Linked DNA regions of Sus scrofa: region 2 is linked to region 1. A link is a contact called in public Hi-C data. All regions are on one chromosome and are shown on one strand. The core of a region is the stretch at or near the end of the contact, and the rest is flanking DNA. Distances in the headings are between cores, read along the strand shown. Region 1 holds the start of SPG21 (spastic paraplegia 21 (autosomal recessive, Mast syndrome)). Region 2 holds the start of FECH (ferrochelatase).

Evidence for each region. A called contact is a pair of places that touch in the nucleus more often than the background predicts.
Region 2: a contact with region 1 is called in a Hi-C map of heart right ventricle, with 2.8 times the contacts expected there. The contact joins the promoter of FECH here to the promoter of SPG21 in region 1. A contact is called at or near these places in 2 of 47 Hi-C or Micro-C datasets (epiblast stem cells and heart right ventricle) and 1 of 2 datasets of contacts at active chromatin or transcription factors (alveolar macrophages).

The regions. Positions count from the first base shown.
Region 1 is chr1:107,006,598-107,014,410 of Sscrofa11.1, reverse strand. SPG21 (spastic paraplegia 21 (autosomal recessive, Mast syndrome)) reads right to left here and starts at 2,587. Exons shown (of 9, transcript NM_001244929.1): 1 at 2,345-2,587.
Region 2 is chr1:106,894,902-106,902,714 of Sscrofa11.1, reverse strand. It overlaps FECH (ferrochelatase), which reads left to right and starts at 4,480. Exons shown (of 11, transcript NM_001170523.1): 1 at 4,480-4,546. The coding sequence starts at 4,480. LOC110260892 (a long non-coding RNA gene) reads right to left here and starts at 4,225. Exons shown (of 3, transcript XR_002344451.1): 1 at 4,009-4,225; 2 at 3,761-3,907.

The DNA.
Region 1 (7,813 bases), core at 1,338-3,837:
AAGTTTATTAAAATCTTAAGTGCCTCTAAAGCATCAAGAAAGTCATCAGCTAGTTTTATGCTGAAAAATCAGTGTGCAAAGATGTACTTCTTACTCATACTGAACTGAAGAAATCATTCTCTCCACATCCATTTCCTCTTAACAAATACTAACATGTTAAAAATCAAAGCCATCTGAATTACAGCCTTTCTCTAAGCTGGTCACTGATTTTAACTGAAAGCAGCTAGCACAAATAGTTAATTATGGAATATTTTCTACCTAGACAGACTTGAAATACTCCTATATCACCTAAATATTTCCTAATGAAGACATTTTCTAGTATTACATTACTATAAACAATTACTGTTGTATAGGAGGAAATATCAAAAACATATTTAGATTTAAAAAAAAAACCTACTCAATAGAGTTATAAAACAACTTAGCTAATTAAAGCCAGAAAGTTTGCTTCTAGGTTCACCAAACTTGGGATAAAATATTCATAGTTTAGAATCCATTGCAATGTACAAACCAAACCATCATACAAATACACACACTCCCATCATAATCAGGCACACACATTCACCGTCACTCATCCACTTCTTCCCGCAACAGTTAAGAAGAAAGATGTTCCTTACCACAGTCTCAGTATTATTCACAATCATCCAACATTATAACAATTTATAACTAATCTTGCTGGACGGAGAGATTCCAGCCAACTGTGACTAAATTTTTGTAGAGGCAAGTGATTTTAACACTTGTGCTGGTTTGGCAGGACATGAAAGGTAAGATAGATACCAAATGCTGCATCTGACCAACTGACGTTTAAGTGAAAAAAAAAAAAACTGCTGCAAAAGGAAAGCAGCTGTGAGTGGTATGAAAAGGCAGTTTGTTCTCCCAGCTCTCTTTCATCCACTACAGGGGAAGGAATACTTCTCCAAGTCATAAGGGGAACATTCTGCATATGGCAAAAAAAAAAAAAAAAAGTTAACTGAGATTTTGACCAAACTGGTCAGAATTAAAGAAAGAATGTGGACCACAAGCTCAACACTGATCTGATCTCTCACAATTCGACTCTTCACAAAAAAAAAAGCACCTGTTCATGCTGGTGGGAAAGGGACTGCAGGAATTTTGCCTTAATCTTGCCTAAGGAAACCCCTCCTCACGAGTGCTCTGGACACCTGGGCCTCTCTGCCCCTTGTGCTTGCTCAACAATAAAACTGTGTGCACCAAGAATTATGTGCACTTATGTCTCAAGGTTTCAACAGAACCAGCCAATTTACAGTCCACTTATCCTCAGGGTTTCAACAGAACCTGCCAATTCACAGTCAATGAAATCGCCTTTACAAATGTCTAAGTCATATAACCAGTTTAACTAGTCAGAGGTTTTCTGATCCTTTATCTCAACAATATGATCGACTTATGGACAATCTGTGATTATTATTAACACCATCAATAGCCAAATATTAGAACCTGAGACTCTCTAGGTGATGCCATTGGCTTTTTAATGTAGGCCTCCATACCTCAGCATACCAGTCCAGAACTATTCTTTTTTTAGGTTTCCTCAGGGGAAGATTTATCTCTCTTTTCTTCAAAAACTTATTTCATTACCTTCTAAACCTCATGGGAGTAAACGCTGATTACCTGACATTTCGACTGTGACACCTCATCTTGTATAGATGGCTTATATAAAAGCTTTTGGAAATTTGGCACACAGCTATTCGATTACCCCTCAGTCTCTTGAATCTTTGTGCCAACAGGAGCTGGAACATTGTAGGTGGAGACAAAGCAGCAGCATATGCAGAATTTATGACTCCCCAGTTAAAGGAGAAGAGGAAAAGTGAGACAGCCTAGCCCTGCTACTTTCCCCATGCCTCATTCACCAGCCTCACACCTGGACCCCACTCAGCAGTGACAAAGGCATTTATCACTTTCAGCCTGAGGTGCAATCTCCAAAACAACTAGTCTGCTTAGAGTTCTTAAAAGTTTACAGAAAAATATGTTCCTGGGCCGCAGCAGTGTAGCCCCAAGATAGGATTACAAGAATGTACCCAGGTCAAGCGTCCTCCACCTCACCCTAGGCGACTCATACACAGACCTCCACCTTCTCCCACTCCCACTATTGATAGCCACACAAAGGCGGGGTCACAGGCACACGGATCTCCTCCACGAACTCAGAATCGACCTCAGTCAAACACACACAGGGACATCCAATCACGTGCATGGTCACATGAACTGATACAGTCGGATCCACACAAACTCACGCCGACAGAGGCAGCCGCTCACAATACAAACCACTCTCACCTGCAGCCACAAACACATCAAACACTCACACCCTCCGCTTCTCAGGGCCCAGCCAAACCCTCACCTTCCGTGGCCGCCTCCAGTTCCCTTTCCCGCCTCCCCAAGGCGGCTTTTCCCTCCAGCACGGGTCCAGTCCAGGGAGGCTGCTGGGCCCGGGTCGGGGCCGGTGGGTGGAGCGCTCTGTACCCGCAAGCTCTGCAGACCTTGGGGGCGCGTTGGAAAGCCGGCCTCCGAGGGGCGGGGCGCGCGGCCAAGCAGGCCTGGGCCACCGCCCTCTCTCGCGAATCTTTCGCGCAGCTGGCCTGAGCCCCGCGCTTCCGGGTTTGGAGGGGCGGGGCCACGTCGCGAGGAAGGGGCGGAGCTGCGTGTCTCCGGCGGTCACCATGGCCACGGGCGGGTTGGACCGCAGGGCTGCACTCCGAGAGCTCTCCGTACATCCTGTCTGATGCGGTCTCCGCACTCGCTCAGGCTGTGGCGGCGGGCGCGGGTAAGAGGTCCGAGGAAATTCTGGGTCAGTTCTAGGTCACCTATGTGATGTGATCACCGAAGGAGAGGTTGTGGGAGTGGAAGAAAGGGGCACTTGACCCTCGGGACCTGCCTTTGCCTGCAGTTCACGCCCTCTTGGAGGAAACGGATGCTGGACGTTTTCTCTCCGCCGTATAAAGCTTTGAGGGAACCCCTTTGGGTTTCAGTCCTTGATGAACAGGGCTTTATATACCCTCTTTTCTTGGCAAGGTTTTTTTTCCTTTGCACAGCCACCGACGGCCTTCATAATCCTCCACTGTAACGTTCCCGCCTCCCTTCCCAGGCTTGTGCTGACGTTCTGGGGATTTCCGGGAACAGCTCCCACTGAACCTCCAACTCCCTCATCGTTTTCCCTTAAAGAAAATAAGAGAATATTAATATATTTGTAAACATTATTCTCAAGTAAGATGTTGCAGAGGTCACGACTCTCTTTTTCAATAGCATATTTTCAGCTGTGATAAGGTAGAATAACATGTTAAATCTCGTTTTAGGAAGTTTTTTAGTGATCCTGCCACAAAGTCTGTTGAAAATGCTTCTTCCTAATCTGTATTAGGGAAAACTTGTACTCTAATAAAAGCCTTTCCCTTTACCCAGGCAATTGTTTTGGGAATTAAGGTCAAGAGAGGATCCGAGTAAACTATCTTAAACTATGACCTCTGCCCTCCTGCTCAGGAGCTTTGGATTCCAGTCTAGAACCTGGACGAATCTCAAACGCATTTCTCAAGAACACAATATATCCATCACCCCCCAGCCAAAATCACCTTTCAGTAATAGAGAGATCTTTTATTATAAGCACCACATAGGAACTATACAGGGAATGTGTTTTCACGGAAGAATTTTAACCTCGGACTTTTTCCCAAAAACTTAGGTAATGAATGGGATAACTGGCAAATCACTGGTTGTATATAAAACCCATTATGGGTACCCATTACATTGTTTATCTTCTCCCACAGTGGTCTGGGAGCTGTAATTTTTTTTTTAATTAAAATTTTTCTTTTTAGGGCCAAGCCAGCAGTATATGGAAGTTCCTAGGTTAAGGATCAAACTGCAGCTGCAGCTGCAGGCCTACTCCACAACCATGGCAACACTGGATCTGAGCCCCTCCTGTGACCTATGCTGCAGCTTAGGGTTAAGCTGTGGATCCTTAGCACATGTGACCTATGCTGCAGCTTAGGGTCAAGCTGTGGATCCTTAACACAGTGAGCAAGGCCAGGGATCGAACCCACATCCTCATGGATGCTAGTCAGATTCTTAACCAGCCTAGCCACAACAAGAACTTCTGGGAAATTTAATTTAGAGCAAAGGGAACAGAGTGCTTTAACTAATGCCTTAGCTATTATAATCTGGCTAATAATAAATACTAAATGTGTACTGAATGAATTGATGTGCAAATAAAGAAATCAATCCACATGTATTCCTAAATCTGTACTCCTTAGATCCCATACTCCCAGACCTCGCTTGACTATCAGCCCTAATGAGACTTGAACTATGGATATGTGTAAATGGATTAGAAGTCCTTATTCTGTTAATTTGGTAATATTTTTTAACTTGACTCTTGATAATGGAAAACCATGCAGACTATTGCCTTTGGAATGGATAAGCAGTGAGATCCTGCTGTATAGCACAGGGGACTATATCTAGTCACTTATGATGGAGCATGATAATGTGAGAAAAAAGAATGTATACATGTATGTGTGACTAGGTCACCTTGCTGTACAGTAGAAAACTGACAGAACACTGTAAACTTACAGCTATAATGGAAAAAATAAAAATCATTTAAAATTTAAAAAAAGAAAACTATTTCACTATGTGGATACACTTTGTTATATGTATACTTTTATTAAAAGAGCAAACCCAAAATAATGAATGTTTTGTTTCCCTTAGAAAAGGAACCCATGGTCATGTTTGGTTCTTCACTTGTTCCGTAACGTTTGGCAAGCACCTCGTGCATTCCCTAATCTGAACAAGGAACAATTTTTTTTTTTTTTTTTTTGGTCTTTTTAGGGCCGCACCCATGGCACATGGAGGTTCCCAGACTAGGGATCTAATCAGAGCTGTAGCCTCTGGCCTACACCATAGCCACAGCAATGCGGTATCTGAGCCGCTTCTGCAACCTACACCACAGCTCATGGCAATGCCAGATCCTTAACCCACTGAGCAAGACCAGGGGTCAAACCTGTGTCCTCATGGATGCTAGTCGGGTTCATTAACTGCTGAGCCACAACGGGAACTCCTGAACAAGGAATATTTAATATCTGTGAATTCTAGCTGTTCAATAACCACAACTGCAGGGAGCCAACTTTTGACCCAGAGCAAGCAACGGTGCAGGCAGACCCAGTGGATATGGCTGGGAGGGTTTGCAGCTGTCATGGTTGGGGTATGCCAGCTAGTTCCCACAGCACCAATCCTAGTGTGAGAATCTCACAAACTGGAATGTTCCCAAAATACTCTGAACACGAAGCCAGAAGTAAACAGGTGGCCAGCTGGTTCCTAGAATTTCCCAAACCCAAGCTCTTTCCCTCAAATTGATCTTTTGACAAGATAATATTTTTTTTAAAACACATGCGCAAAATAATTCTAGATATATCTCTCATGCATGTACACAGACCAAACAGAGTAGTGGTTACCTCTGAGGAGAAACTGGGGATGGCTTTAGATTTTAGTATTTCATTTTATATAAGCATCTATCCATATGTTATCATGTGATTTAAAAAATCGCTTAGGAGTTCCTGCTGTGGCACAGTGGGTTAATGATCTGGCTTGTCTCTGTGGCATTGCCGATTGGACTCCTGGCCCGGCACTGTGGGGTAAGGATCCAGGGTGGCCACAGCTGTGGTGTAGGTCACAAATGTGGTTCGAATTCGATGCCTGGCTTGGGAACTTCCATATGCTACAGATGCGGCTGAAAAAGGGGGGAAAAATTACTTAAAGGCAACTATATTCTTTGCTTTAAATGCTGCTCTGAACCCTGCTCTAAATCCTTCAATAGCTCCCCATTGCCTTTAAGCTAAAGTCCAGGATGCATAGGCTAGAGCAGGTCTGGCTCTCCCAAAGAGCCCAGTATACCCTATTAGGTCTCAAACCTCTAGGTGTTTGTATACAATCTTCCTTCCACTCAGAGTGCCTCCCTACACTTGACTCAGCAGAATGAATTACCCCTATTTTGCCCCAGGAAATACATGTGAAAAAGTAAAAGAGGAGCAAAACAGTTTTTCCACACTAATAGCAATTCTTGGAATGCCATACTTCTAAGGCTTTCTAGAGTACAGTTGACTGCAGTGTTCTATATCAAATATGCTGAGGACCGAGATTGAAAATGAATGCTGTTTGTTCAGTGCCAGACCCAGGCTGTGTCATATACACACTGTACTAGATTGTAGGGATCAGACACCAAGTGGGAATTCTAAAACTGCCCAAGAAAGATACTGACATGACTATTCTATAGCTTTTACCTAAAGGTCCTATCAAACAAGTTATATACTGTTTTTTATAATTAACAATTTATTATCATCCAGGAGTCAAGAAACCTGAGTTTATCCTCGAGCAAGACATTTCTTCTTGCTGGGTGTGGTTTCCTTCTCTGTAAAATGAGTCCAAAGTTAGACTAAATGATCTCTAAGTTCTTTCCAAGTCTAAGATTTTAGATTATGAGAGCTATATTACAGAATCTTTACAATAGCCTTTCCTCAAAGCTGCTCTTCTCTGATAAACACCCCCTCCACTGTCACACCCTTCCAATCAGAAATTTAAAAAGCAGCCTGCACACAATTTTTTTTTTTTTTTGCTTTTGGAGGCATGTGGAGGTTCCCAGGCTGGGGTCGAATCAGCGCTGCAGCTGCCAGCCTACACCACAGCCACAGCAATGCCAGATCTGAGTTCATCTGCAACCTACACCACAGCTCACGACAATGAGGCCAGGGATCGAACTCGCAACCTCATGGTTTCTAGTCAGATTCGTTTCCACTGTGCCATGATGGGAACTCCCAAAATTGCTTCTTTATGCTTTGTTGTTTTTGTTCTGGTTTGGTTTTTGGCCATGCCTGTGGCATGTGGAAGTTGGAACCTGCACCACAGCATAACAACCCCGGATCCTTAACCACAGGGCCACCAGGGAACTCCAAAATTGCCTCTTTATGGAAACAATATTTTGACTTCTTGGGTAAGTTCATGTTTGATCATTACTAACTTTGTAAATCAAAAGTTCCTAAGAAAAGTCACCACATCTTTTGAATCATCTGCTAACTTAGAAGCCCATTAATGTTTCTTCCATAAATAACAATTTGATAATCTACCTTCTAGAAGAGTTGCAATAAAAAAAAAGAATTCTGGGAAGCAAGAGCTATACTATTGTACTAAATAAAGTATATACAAAATAAAGCAGCTTCTATCTGTAGGGTTTTAGAAAAATTTCTGAATTCTTAGAGGTAATAAAGTGTTTAAATAGTAACTAAAGTGGGAAAATCTTTTTGAAATTGTCTAGCCTAATGCCTGCATATAATGGACGCTCAATTAACATGTGCTCCTATTTCTTCATTTCTGAGCAGCAGAGCCTAATGCATAAATCCCTTGATCAAGGATGGAAACATTTGCCATAGAGGCAGGGTAGAAAAATGGTTAGGCCCATAGACTTGTGTCAGAGTATGAAACCTAGCTCCACCTCTTATTAGCTATCTAAGAGTCTGGAAATATGAGGATCAGTAACATTATCTGTCTCATCGGGTTATTGTAAAGATAAAATGAAATAGTTAAAATCAAGTCCTTAGAAACATGGCTAGCATTTAATAAACATTTGCTAATAATAATGGTATTGAGAACCTGCTGTGCTCTGGGCACTATGTTAGGTGCATTACATATATTATTTGTATTCCTCATGAGAATCCTTGCAAAGTAGGTACAATTTTCATTTCATAGATAAGGAAATAGATTCAGAGAGGGTGAGTATTCAGCTTAGGCTTAGGGCCAGTGGCAGGGTTCACGTTTGTTCAATCTAAGACTCTGCCTCTCAAAA
Region 2 (7,813 bases), core at 3,231-5,730, 110 kb after region 1:
TCGAACCCAAAACCTCATGGTTCCCAGTTGGATTCGTTAACCACTGAGCCATGACTGGAACTCCTACATTTCTGTTCTTTTAAGCCACCTGCTCTGTGGTCTTTCAACACAGCAGCCCTGGGAAATGAATAACAAGCCTCCAAGGTGTGGCAGCACTTGCTTCTCCCTCTGCATGCAAAGCTCTTCCACAGAGAGCCTCTCTCACAGCCCACCACCTGCTCACCCGCCACCTTGGCAGAGAGGCCGTGTCCCACTCACCACAGACACTCACAGTTCCTGCTTCTCTCCGTTCCTTTGCCTCTTTTATTTTTCTGCATGGCTCCGAGTCATACCTGACATGTTATGTATGTGATCTCTCTTTTGTTTATTGTCTGCCTTGCCTTCTAGAATGTAAGTTCCATGAAAGCTTAGATAGTCTCCAATTCACTGCTGTAATGCCCAGCACCCACCACGTGCTCACCATAGGTAGGCTCTTCATACACATTTTTCTTTGGTCTTATATCATTATTATTTTAATTTTGTGGATCTTTTAAGTACGTATAAAAAGGATTAACATTTTCTCTGGACACTTTTTGAAATCAAACACATTAATATATCCACCACTGCCCAGTTTTTACAATCATAAGTCCATGTATAACATTGTTGTGATGTCAACCATGTATCAATATAATTGCAATAAAAAGGACAGCCCTTCCCAAACCCCTATTTCTTTCTTCCTTTCTTCCTTCCTCCCATTCCCCCCTTCCCCTTCTCTCCTTCACTTTTCTTTTCTAGGGCCGAATACACAGCACATGCAAGTTCCCAGGCTGGGGGTCAAATTGGAGCTGCAGCTGCTGGCCTACACCACAGCCACAGCAGCGCCAGATCCGAGCTGCACCTGTGACTTATGCCACAGAGTATGGCAACGTTGGATCCTTAACCCACTGAGCGAGGCCAGGGATCAAACCCGCATCCTCGCAGATACTATGTCCAGTTCTTAACCTGCTGAGCCACGATGGGAACTCTGCAAAGCCCTATTTCTTTTCAACAATTATCTCCAGGCATAGTTGTTTCATAAATGAATGAAGTACTGGAGAGCATGCCTTGCGTTTTACTTTTTTATCCTTCACATTGCCTGATACAATGCTTTACTCATGCTAGACTCAGCAAATATGTTCAGATGAATAAGTGCATGATTGAAGCTGGACTTGAGGTTCTGCGTGGTTAAGAGGGGCAGTCAACATGCACATTGCATTGTCTGGATTTGGTGCCCTCTTGGCTGTAAAACAATTACAGTGAACATTGATCAGATTTCCCTGAGTAATCAGAGCTCACTGTTGTCTGCCACAGGCAGCCACTGCTGCTCTTTCACTGAACACTCCCATCCCCCTTGCCCTGTTGTTTTTCTGATTAAGGAGACAGAATTGAGGAATTTAAATTTAGTTTGCGTAGCTCAGAGGTGCCAATCATGGCAAATAATGAATTAGAGGATCTTTCCCTCTCCCTCTTTCCTGAAGCATTGAGCTGAAACCAACAAATTCATTTTCTTGAGAACCAAAGGCCGAACTCCGAGTGCTGTGTGTGACAAGAGTGCTTTCTTCACTAATTAAGCCACCCGGGGTCAGACAAACCCTCGCCTGTGTGGTGCGGGTACCACTTATCTGAACTGGCCTAGAGACTGTGCCTTCAGATTAAGGGAAGTGGTGATAGTTTTGATACAAATATTTAAGCCAGAAAAAAACACATTTATATACACACTTATGTGTATGTGTATATATATATATATATACACCATCATATATGTATATATATATAAATAAATTAAAATGTTAAATTTAAATTAAATTTCATAATTTAAATTTTTATAAATTTCTTTAGCCTTGAAGGGCTTTCTGGATTTCTTATTAAACCCATATTTAGAACTCACAATTTCTGGTTTAAGGACTATGTTTTCTGATCAGTTCTTCTTTTTTCTTTTTTTTTGCTTTTTAGGGACACACATGTGACATATGGAAGTTTCCAGGCTAGGCATCTCCAAAGGGTTTTGAAAAGGGCTCCTATAAATCACATTATAGCTGCTTCCACTTCAAAAGAACATAAAATGTACTCATTGAAAAGCTGTTATATATGATGTTTGTAAGAAATAAGTCTTAGATTAGAAATAACAAATGTCATGAAACTCTCTTTGGGGAAAAAGCATAAAGTTCTGTTTACATTTGTAACCTGAGTCTTCATATGTACATCAAGAGTGTAGTTTTGAATGAGTTTTTAAAAAGTCAGTAAAAATAAAAATACAGGTGTGAGGAAAATGTATGGCATGGTGCTAATTCATTTTTTAATTTTATTATATTGATATACTTAATAAAGCATGTTTTGCTAGTTCCCTTCTTTCTTTCTGGCCAGCTACAAATTTAACCTGTTTCAGTGCTGATTATGTGGGCTTTGCACCTTTCTGCCTTGTCACTAATCATCAGCATTTCCCTGGGAGGGGCCAGAAGACTCCTGTTATCTCCACTTAGCAGGAGGGGCATAGCACCCGGGATGGAGAGATAACATTTCCAGAGGCTCCCAGAGGTAGCTGAGGAGAGCCCACATAGCTCAACCATTACAAACTCTTGGCCTTTTCTAGTTCTCTTGCCTTGTCCACTTTTTCCAGCAGAACATTTCAAAATGTAGAGTCTGTTTGTGTAGTTTATTTAAAAGCAGTGGGTTTCAGGAGTTCTCATTGTGGCTCAGTGGGTAAAAATCCAACTAGTACCCATGAGGTTGCGGGTTCAGGTTCGATCCCTGGCCTCACTCAATGGGTTAAGGATTACGTTGCCACAAACTACTGTGTAGGTCACAGATGCAGCTTGGATCTGGCATTGTTGTGGCTATGGCATGGGCCAGCAGCTGCAGCTCTGATTCAACCCCTAGCCTGGGAACTTCCATATGCCACAGGTGTGGCCCTAAAAAGAAAAAAAAAGCAATGGGTTTAGGCTTTAGGTAGAGGAATATATTATCTATGAAGATCACCTCTCTTTTTTATTTATTTTTTGGCCATGCCCATGGCATGAGGAAATTCCCTGAACCAGGACTCGAACCCATGCCACAGCTCTAGGCTACCAGAGAACTCCTGAAGATCACCTCCTTAAAGGGCAAATTAAACTAATATAATTTTCATTCTGAGTTGATTTGAAGATCATGTAGATAATATGAAAGGTAATTCATTTAATTTGACATATTTACACTGAGCTTATAACCAAGGAGGACTAACTTTAATAATAAATAAACTAATTTAATCAAGAGAATACAGAAAACTTTTCCAACCCAATCTAGACTCCATCTTCCTGGAATGTTCCACATGGCATGCCCCCTACTTCCTCAGGTCTTTCACAAATGGCAGTGAGGACTTCTCTGACCTCTTTATTTCAAATTGCATTAGCCTCCTCTCTCTCATCTCTGTTACATCGCTTCTTTCTTTCTAACGCTCATCATCACCCTAAATAGTACATATTGTGATTATTTTCTGACTCTCCCCTAATCCCCATGTAAGCCCCTCCTCTGTTCTATTCATTGCTGTTTTCCAAGTGCACATGATAGATGCTCAATGCTTGTTCAGTGAATGAAAGAATGATGCCTGACACCTTTCTGTTCCAAAGGTTGGTCTTGTACTCTGAGACGCACTGAATTTATGGGTCAGGTGGGCGGGATGTAGGGGTGCAGGTGTAGGGATGTAGGAAAGGCTAAAAATGAAGGGGGTGGGGGCTGTCCCGTGGGCGGTTTGGGGTCAGGTGACTACCTTGTCAAGGTGCGCAGACATCATACTGATAAACTTCACCACACTAGCCTTCCAAGAAGTTGATTTGCTGGGCTGGCCTTCACTTTTCTTAACACGATCACGTTAGCTGTATAATGTTGGCTTTCTGGTCACAGCTGTCAAAATCTGCTGCAGAAAAATTGGATAATTATTCGTGAGTGTCTTATATGAAAGAATTCCTTTTCTCATTCTGAAAACAAAGCAAAAGAGTCAGCACAGTTGTTCTGTACCTAGGCAACGAAAGTGGAGAATTGAGGCAAAAGCATTCTCATTCTATGCGATAGTAACGGTAATGTCAAGAAAGTTCTTTGCTGAGTTGTGGTTGCAGTTCCTGCCTTGGTCAGGTGGCTATGTGCAACCAGGGAGACACAGAGTGAAGCTGGGCGCCAACGCAAGTATTTTTGGTGGAAGAGATGGAAAGGGCGGATAGTACAGTCCTGAGCCGTTTCTTACCCTGAAGACTGCCTTACGGCAGGGCAGGCCCCGGTGAGGGGCGTGCCTCCTCCTGGCCCCGCCCTCGATCCCCGCCCCGGTTCGGCAGCGAATGAGCGGGCGCGCAGCCTGGGCGCAGGGAGTGGCGGCGCATGATAAGGCAGCGTGGGTGGCTGGTGCTGCGCTCTGCGACTGGTCGTTGTCGGAGCCCGTGCCTGGCTGTGCTGCTGCGGGAGGAACCCAGGCCCCGGGCCGAGGCTGCCCCGGGAATGCTTTCAGTCGGCACAAACATGGCTGCGGCCCTGCGATCTGGGGGCGTCCTGCTCCGCGATCTGCGTAAGTGGGGTTGTCGCGGCCGCCGCCTAGGCTGGGGACCCGGTGACGGCGGGGACAGCAGGCAGCTAGCTGCAGGCCCCCGGGCCTGGGAACTTCCAGGAACGACGGCGGCTGCACAGGAAGCTGGGTTGTGGGGCAAGGGGCGGAGAAGGGATCCGGAAAGGGACCCTCCCGTGGGGCTTACTTGACGGCCCTCGGAGGCCGTGGGGAGGGGTCCTGGAGTCCTATTGGTCAGCTGGGTGGCCATGAGGAGTGGCTGAATTTCTCAGAGCCTTAGTTCTTTTCTGTAAAATAAGAATAATGATAGTCACAGAGTTGTGAGGATTACGGGAGGCAGAGTGCGTTAAGGGCCAGGCACAGAAATGGTAACGATGGCAACGTCACCATCATCATCACCGTAGACATCTACCCTGAGGTTCCCTCCCTGGTGGTGGAAGTCACACTGGGTCCACTGCTCCTCTCCCTAGCCCCTGGCGTCACGCAGTGCTCACTTTTGCAGCAGGACCCACTGCGGGGCAGCTGGGCTTAGTGTTTTATACAGGTATTTGGAGAAAAAGCCCCAGTGACAATCCTGCACATATCTGATACAGACGTGAACGTACTTTGCTGACAGAACTCTAGTTCAGACACTCCTGGCTGGGATACTAGCCCTGCAGCACTTCAGCAAGGGATTCAGTGTAGCTTGAACTTTGTTAAACGTAAAAGGAGAAGGTAATACCTCATAAGCTTGCCATGGAGATTAGCTGAATACAGATAACGCCTATAGCACCGTGACAGGCACACAGTAGATATATAGATACCCTCAAAGTGTTCAGTTATTGTTATGTAAAAGGCTGCCACCTGCTAAGATGCTAAATTAGTACCTTTGAATGGTTACTGGACACAGATCTGACTTATTTTTATAAACTCCCTAAATCATCCATTTGGCACCTTCTGAGAAGGCATCCATTCTAAACCTCCATATCTTATTACAGGTGCCTTTGTTAGGAAAATAATAAGGTCCTAGTGTACAATGAGGATCCAGTTGCTAAGGGTAGTGGGAGACAAAAGACATTGTCTTTTAAGAAGAGGAAGCACAGTGCCAGTAATGGAGCTGAAAGAGGTATCCAATTAGTCTTTTCTTTCATCCATCCTTCCTGTAGCAAAGTCTGGACAGGCTTTAGAGTTGAGGTTGTAGAACAATACGAGAAACTTTAAAGGATTTGTTGTCCGGGTTATAAGTAACTAAGCGAAAGGATTAGTTAACCATAGTGGAAGTAGATTTAGAGTTCAACTGAATTATGGACTCTGATTTTAAGATGTAGTTATAGTACTGAAATTATCTTGTTTTATATGAAGGAATTAACTTCTAATTAATTTCTAGACTGTGGAGTTCCTGTCGTGGCGCAGTGGTTAACGAATCCGACTAGGAACCATGAGGTTGTGGGTTCGGTCCCTGCCCTTGCTCAGTGGGTTAACAGTCCGGCGTTGCCGTGAGCTGTGGTGTAGGTTGAAGACGCGGCTCGGATCCCGCGTTGCTGTGGCTCTGGCGTAGGCCGTGGCTACAGCTCTGATTCGACCCCTAGCCTGGGAACCTCCATATGCCGTGAGAGCGGCCCAAGAAATGGCAAAAAGACAAATAAATAAATAAATAAATAAATAAATAAATAAATAATTTCTAGAAAAAATTGAGTAGTATTTCTTGAATTCTTGCAGTAGAAAAGCAAAATTTTGCACTCACTTTGTATTTTTGCATATTAGAAAATTATAAGAAGCTCCCCAGTATAAATGTATATAGTCCTTATTTTTGAGTATTCTTACTTCTTGCTTAACCACATACATTGTGCCATTGTACTTTTAGAAAGTTGGTAGAGTAATCAATTTTTGTTTCTTTGTGCCTTTTTCTTTCCAAATTTTCTACATTAGGCACATATGTCTTTTGTAATTAGAAAAAATAAATCTAGAATAATAAAAAAGAAAATCAGTGTTTAAATTAATGACAGAATATTTTGGCTCCATAACAGCAAAATAACAATTCTTTTCTTAAAGCCTCCTCTCCCCAAGTGTTTATTAATAGTTATAATATAGGATCTTATTTCTGTTCATTTTCTTATTTCATTTTTTTGCTTTTTAGAGCCGCATTCACAGCACATGGAAGTTCCCAGGCTAGGGTCGAATCAGAGCTATAGCTGCCAGCCTACGCCACAGCCATAGCAACGAGGGATCTGAGCTGTGTCTGCGACCTACACCACAGGTCATGGCAACGCCAGATCCTTAACCCACTGAGTGAGGCCAGGAATCGAACCTGAAACCTCATGGATCCTAGTCAGATTTGGTAACCACTGAGCCACAAAAGGAACTCCTATTTCTGTTAATTTTTAAAATGGCGCACATTTTTGTTAGGATCTTTTGAAATAGTCGTCTCCTACATAATAGAAAAAGGCTCTATTAGGTACTTGTATACCTTGTTTTCTACTCTCTGTTGTACCACCCCCAAGCATCCAAAATATTAAATAATTTGGTTTTGGAGAACCAGTTATTCCCATGAACTTCTTAAGTCACGGGTATATTTTTGACTGATTCACCTATTGGGTTTCTCCAGGAATTAATGAAGTTTTGTTTTCTTAGGTTATCTTCTATTCATCTGCGTATCTCTCAGTTTTATAGCTTTTATTGTTTGTAGGCCTTCCAAAGGTAGACCAGTTGTCTGTGTCAAAAGTAGGGTTAGAATGACCTGGTCTTAGATCGTAAGTGGGCAAGTCCTTATTTTTGAGTATTCTTACTTCTTGCTTAACCATATACATTGTGCCAGGCAGTGTTCTTTGGGCTGGACATAGATTTTTTTTTTTTTTTTTTTTGTCTTTTTGCTATTTCTTGGGCCGCTCCCATGGCATATGTAGGTTCCCAGGCTAGGGGTCTAATCAGAGCTGTAGCTGCCTGCTTACGCCACAGCCACAGCAACTCAGGATCCGAGCCGCGTCTGCTACCTATGCCAGAGCTCATGGCAATGCTGGATCCTTAACCCACTGAGCAAGGGCAGGGATCGAACCCGAAACCTCATGGTTCCTAGTCGGATTCGTTAACCACTGTGCCATGACGGGAACTCCTTTTTTTTTTTTTTTTTAAATTTCCTAATCTTTACAACAGCTCTGCACCTTTGGCCTTATCACTGTTTAACACACGAGAAAAGTGAGGCTTGGAATAACTCGGTGAGTGGCCTAAGAACTGTCACATGCTTATTTGGTCCTATCTGGAATTTCTGCTCAGTTCTCCTTGGCTCTAGAACAC